Linked DNA regions of Oryza sativa: region 2 is linked to region 1. The links are chromatin contacts, called in public ChIA-PET maps. All regions are on one chromosome and are shown on one strand. Each heading gives the region's core, a stretch centred on a gene start, on an enhancer-like site or on the middle of the called end of the contact. The rest is flanking DNA. Distances are from core to core; before and after follow the strand shown.

Evidence for each region. ChIA-PET counts read pairs in DNA pulled down with a chosen protein or histone mark.
Region 2: a contact with region 1 is called in an H3K9ac ChIA-PET map of leaf, with 8 times the contacts expected there. The contact joins the promoter of LOC4342993 here to the promoter of LOC136351221 in region 1. A contact is called at or near these places in 1 of 15 Hi-C or Micro-C datasets (leaf) and 2 of 4 datasets of contacts at active chromatin or transcription factors (leaf and seedling).

Annotation. Positions count from the first base shown.
Region 1 is chr7:12,719,102-12,722,297 of ASM3414082v1, forward strand. It overlaps LOC136351221, which reads left to right and starts at 1,668. Exons shown (of 5, transcript XM_066312288.1): 1 at 1,668-1,874; 2 at 2,008-2,266; 3 at 2,889-3,020. The coding sequence starts at 2,228.
Region 2 is chr7:12,837,527-12,840,722 of ASM3414082v1, forward strand. LOC4342993 (protein ROOT INITIATION DEFECTIVE 3) reads right to left here and starts at 1,701. Exons shown (of 9, transcript XM_015792263.3): 1 at 1,421-1,701; 2 at 1,216-1,329. The coding sequence starts at 1,630.

The DNA.
Region 1 (3,196 bases), core at 418-2,917:
TCTTTTCATGATGAAATGTATTGTCTAGAGGACCGCATACATATAAGTAATTATCTATCTAGTTCCTCTAGTTATTTAAATGAGTTACAGGTTGGTTTGCAAGAAGGGGAGTGTTGTGGTTTTTCAACTACAAAGATTTTAGGATCCAATCATATGGTCAACAAGAAATGTTCAGCACAGGATGTTGTGATAGACAAAGATAAGTACAATACGCTCCATGACAAGGTGAAACCGAGGACGGTTTCCAATCAAGAAGGGGAGGATGATGAGGACACAACTAGCTCGGATATAACCATGACTACCTTATGTATTAATCAACCAAAGGTGCATATGTTCTACATTAAATTAGCATGTTATATATTTGAACAAACGTTGCTACACAATGAGTTTCCTATGTTTTTGTTTGCATAGGTACTTGCTTGGGCTAAGGAAAAGAGACCGAGCGTAACGAATTCATGGATGATCAAAGAAGTTGATTGGGGACCATATCAAGACCTGCTCCAAGTCCACTTCCATCTTATCACGTCACTTTTGGCCCATATAAGACAAGAGATAAAGTTCTACACGTTTTGGATTCGAATTCGGGTCTCTTGACAGCATCAACTTCAAACGGACCTAGCTGCTGATCTAGAAGGAATTTCGGGGCCCATGAGTACTTGTTGGAAAGCTGATGGAGTCTATTTTCAGATGGTTTTGTTCCCACATCAAAATTCCTACCGAGCTGCCAGGAATCTGCAAAACAAGCCACGTATCTCATCCAGTCTGAATCTGACTTGGGTTTTGGGCCTTGTAATTGTGTCGTGGGCTTAGCCCAAGGGGGTGTGCGCCCTAGGGCAACCCTAGGACGTCTCTAATCATATTAATTCAGTAGCCGTCATCGTTTAGAGTTGGGTTTTGCTTAGATTATTCTGTCAAGAACAATTTCGCCACTAGATCGGTTTGTAGAACCCCAAATTCGTGTGCTTAATCATTCATATGCAATTTGGTTGCAATCTATCTTGTTCTTGCTTGTGTTCTTCAATTCGCATGTAGGGATTAGCTTTCTCGGCGAGGTCAACCGGGTTTCGGCACGGTTGATAACCAGAGGAGACGTGGTGCTGCGATTGCGGGGCTTAGTAGCGTGTTCGTTCAGAAGCCGGATCGAGTTGTGTCGAGACTCCGCTCAAATCGACTGTTTATCAATACCTATCGGAAGATCGGGACCTAACTCCCTCATCACAGATCATCTATTTCGACAATGTGATTTCACATGACAGACTTGGGACTTGGTGGCTGCAACAAGAGAAATCAATAATAACCAAAATCATTCGAATCGGAGTACATTATGGGGCGCAGAAAGGGCGGGCGAGGAGGTGTGCCACGTCAGGATTTTGCTACAGTATGTACAGTGCGCGGGTGGCATTTTTGCGAAAAGGCCCTCCGGTTCGCGCGTAATTCGGCCGCAGTCCCCCGAGGAAATACCTGTGAGGTGGTTTTTTACGTAAAGGACCTTAGAAAAGATGGATATTACGTGATAAGGAGGGAAAAATCGCGTGTTGGGACTGCGATGTAAAACAAGAAAGCCGAGGGGCTTTTTCGCAAAACTCCGCGCACTAACCCGCCCGCCCCCAACCCTAGCCTCCGCCGCCCGCATCCCATCCTCCCTCGTCTCGCTCTCTCCCTCTCTCGCCGCCGCCTGCGCTTTCCCCTCGCGCTGCCACCTCCGCCTCGCGCCGTTGCCATCGTCATCCGCATCGCCTCGCGCCTCCGCCGCCGTCGCCGTCGCCGTCGCCATCGCCGTAGCGTCGCCGTCTCCGAGCGCCTCCACCTCCTGTCCATTCCCCTCGCAAAAAATCGACACCACCGGCAGGCAGAACCGATGGCTGCCATGAGAGGTAAAAGGAAACCCTTCCTGAGTCATCACTTCCTCCAGCGCCCTCCTTTTCCCTCTACTTGGGATCGATTTACTCGATTTCGCTCCTGAATATTGATTTTCTTGTCGAATGGTGGGTTGGGGTGGTGATGCAGGAGATGGGGAGCAGATGAGTTTCCTGTGGGGATGGCGTTCGATTGGTTGCGGTCGTTCAACCTCCAGTCTTGCCACTCCCCATCCATGCAAGGCGATCTTTCGGGTCGATGCCAAAGGAGACGAAGAAGCCATTGACATCAGTGCAGCGGGCGCCCTGACCTGGTCCATGTCGTCACCTTCCTCTGGGCAATCACTGAAGTGAAGCTTCGCTAACTAGCGATGGATCTTCCGGCTCTGGCTCCGCCAACCATAGCGCAGGTACATGACTCATGAGCTCATATGACTTGTGATTCTCCTCCCAACATTTATTTTTGTTAGTTTGTGGATTGGAATCTGTTGCAGATCGAGGAGCTTGAGCGAGTTGTTGGGATTAGGTTTATCTATAGAGGTGCAGTGGGGACACGCCGCCGTCGTCAGCGTCTTGCTGAACCATGGCGCTGATGTAGGCGGACGCAGTGATGATGATTCTTGACTGTATTTTAGGGAACTAATTGCTCCAATTCTGACAAATTTTAACTATATTTTTGGTTCCCTGAAATGCTAATTGTTCCAATCCTGACAAATACAATGTATTAGGCAGGTAGTTTTGATTTGAAATCTCTTTTGGATTTTGTAGCCCAACAGGATTGCCAATTTCGTCTTCACACCGTTGGTTTCGTCACTTTTGGGGGGATCATTGGAATGCATGAAGTTGCTCTTTCAGATAGATTTTCTGCTAATTATCTTCGTTCTTTTTTTCTCCAGCTCCATGCTTTTTTACTTCCTTGTACCACTAACTTCATTATTCTTGCAATTTTGTTTACTGGCATTTATACCTTAACCATCATTCTGGATTTACAGTGCTTTCTAAAGAATCTACTGTGCTGAACACATGAACTAGGCCGATGCTAACGTTAATGGCGCTGGATTCAATGGAGCAACTCCTCTGCTGTTAGCATGTAGTCATACCGGCTCCATCAGATTTGTCAATTGCTTGGTGGAATCTGGGGCAGATCCAAACATTCCCGACGAAGTGAGCATATATATTGCCTGTTTCCCTCAATACTTATGTTCTTTTTGTCGCCTCATGTGCACAAAATTTTGTTCCCTACAGTTTCATCATCTAATTTCAGATGGTATGTGACAGTTCATAGTTATGGTTGGTATTTGTGTGGTCCACTTGACAATCTGTGCTCATTTACTATGATT
Region 2 (3,196 bases), core at 451-2,950, 120 kb after region 1:
AAGATGAGCTTGTTGAGGGTGGAGAAAAGCTCAGCGACGATGAGACGAACTTGGTGACAGAGGACAGCAGCAGAGGCATGTTGGAAGTTGGAGGTCCATCGTCACCCTCGTCATTGAGCCCATGCCTTGCTGCTCGAGCCGCCGCATTGGCCAGATCTGGCACCTGAGCAGTTGGGGCTGCCGTATTCGGCGTGTGCACGGTCGTAGACACCGAATCCAAACGAGAAAAGGAGCGGATGGGCTAGATGACGACGAGAAGAGGAGGGCAACGATGATGCGACTTGGGAGGTGAGGCAAGTCGATGCAAATGGGAGATGGGGTGAGGGATGCGCCCTGCTTGCACTGTCTGCACCCGCACGTGCTCGCTTGCATCCGCGGCCACATGAGCCAGACCTGGCTGAGAAGCGAAAGGTGAAAACCTGCATCTCTTAGGCCTGGCTCTTGGGGCCGAATTGCATCTGCTCATCCTCGATCGCGAGCACACCTAACCAAACAAGATATTCACTGCATCTCTCATGTGTCCGGGCAACCAAACACACCCTGTATGAACTACACGAGTTTCCCAAATATGTATGTTCTTCAGAAAATAGCATAGTTGCATCTCACTGAATGCCAAAATTCAAATGCCCAAACAGAACAGGCATCTCCAACATAACCACCACAGTACGACAAGACTGAATTATTGTACAATAAAGGTTATTTTTTTATGAAAACTAAACTGATGATTAAATAAAATTACTCAATATACCTAAACAACCATGGGTGTATAGGCTGTGGTTAGTTCCCTTCAAACTTCCAACTTTTCCGTCACATCAAATGTTTGAACACATGCATAGAGCATTAAATGTGTACGAAAAAAACCAATTACACAGTTTGCAGGTAAATTACGAGATGAATCTTTTGAGCATAATTACGCCATGATTTGACAATGTGGTGCTACAGTAAACATTTGCTAATGACAGATTAATTAGACTTAATAGATTCATCTCGCAATTTACAGGGAGAATATGTAATTTGTTTTGTTATTAGTCTACGTTTAATACTTCAAATGTGTGTCCGTATACGTCAAAAAAAATTGCCAAAACAACTAAACACGACCATAACCTTCCGAAACAGTACACAAAGTGCACAAAAAGCAGCAATGACAACTGTTTGTTCCCCAAAACTAGCGAGTGTTTTACCATAGAAGAAGAAATCAATAGCAAATGCTCTGACCTCCCAAAAGAATATGTCGCCAGAGATCCCACCGCCGATGAGGTAGCTCCCCTCCGGATCAGCGATGAGCGCGCGTATCGGCTCAACCGGGAAGCTCTTGACGGCCACCTGGGGCTGCAGGGGACCAACAAAGGACATGAAGCTCCGCCTCCGAGATAGGGTTTTGTGAGTTTAAAGGACCGTGGGTTAAGGTCGAGTGATTTACCTTGTCCCAGTGGTAGTAGTGGATGGGTGCTGAGTTGCCGGCGGGGGCCTGGGAGGCGGCGAGGAAGCGGCCGGCGACGACGGTGAGAGCGCGGGGGCGGGAGGCGCAGGTGCGGTGGCGGATGGCCTCGGCGCCCGTGCGGAGGTCCCACGCGGCAACGCCGGCGTCGGTGGAAGAGGCCGCGAGCACCAGCTGCTGCGGCGGCGCCATGGTGTGTTGGAGGGGACGGAAGACAGGGAGCGGCGGACGTGATGGCGCGGCCGCGTGGGAGAAGGCCCTGCAGGGGGAGCGCCTCCAAGGCGACCTACTTAGGGTTAGAGTATAGCTGTCAAATGGGCCGGACCAAGACCCGGCCGGGGCACGGCCGTACTCTAGGACTGGGCTGGCCGGCACGGCTACCACAACCCATGGGCCGGCACGACACGACCCAAGCACGAGACACGGCCCGGCTGACCCATACATTTTATTCTAACCAAAAAAAAAAAAGTCCGTGCGTTGCAACAGATGAAAGTTATTTTAATCTTATTATTGTTATACATTTTAGTTAAGGTGAAATCTATTGTAAGAACTCGTTTGGATATATATTTTTTTAAGAAAATCATGCGCTGCAATTAGGACTCTGATCGTTTCAAGGTAGCATGCAAGTTTTTTTTAAAGAGATTTCTTATGCGATTCCTTCTATATTTTAAAAACTAAACGAACTTAAAAACCGACTCTATATTTTTCTCAGAAAATCATGATCTGCAATTAGGAGTCCGGTCATTTCAAGTTAGCATGCGAGTTTTTTTAAAAGAGGTTTGTTATACGATTCTTTTTATATTTCCAAAAGCGAACGAACTTAAAAACCGACTTAAATACGGAACTGTATTTCCAAAAAGAACAAACTTGAAAACCAACTCATGCACGGATGACGTACCAAAGTACCGGCAAAAATATCTTCAATTTTTATATTTTATTCTTACTAGAAAAAATGCCCGTGCGTTGCAACAGGTGAAGTCTATTTTAATCTTATTATTGTTATATGGTTTAGTTAAGATGAAATTCACTGTGGGAGTTCGCTTGGATATATATATAGAAAATCATGAGCTGCAGTTAAGAGTCAGATCGTCTCAAGTTAGCATGTGAGTTTTTTTAAACAGATTTCTTATATGATTCCTTCTGTATTACCAAAAGTGAGCGATCTTAAAAACCGACTCAAATACGGATATGTATTTTCAAAAGCAAATAAACTTAAAAACCGACTCATACACGGATGACGTACAAAATACCGACAAAAACATCTTCAATTTTTATAATAGTTGAGATAGAGATAGAAAAGAGATATAGATTAAAACCAAAACATAAAATTAAAACCAACTCAAACATAGATGACGAACCGCAGAAATATCTTTAATTTTTATAACCGACTCAAACACGGATGATGGACCGCGGAAACATCTTCAATTTTTATAATAGTACAGACTAGGAAAATGTCCGTGCGTTGCAACGGGTAAAAACGTTTTTGATAGCTATACATTATACTCGTTTGGTTTTGGACCGAAAGCTCATTCATTCATTCCTTTCCAGCCCGATCCCGGTTCGCTACCTCACTACGCTCGGCCTTTCACTCTTCGGGCCAGCCCAAACGTGGAGTTGTAGGTCCAACTCGCACAACCCATTGTCGTCTTCAACCTTCGGAAGATAGTCCCTTCCTCGTACGATGTCGAGCTGATCCTCCCCATTAAATCTAGTCGAATCTTTCTCGATCTTCCAAAATTGGTTTAGGGTTTTTTATCT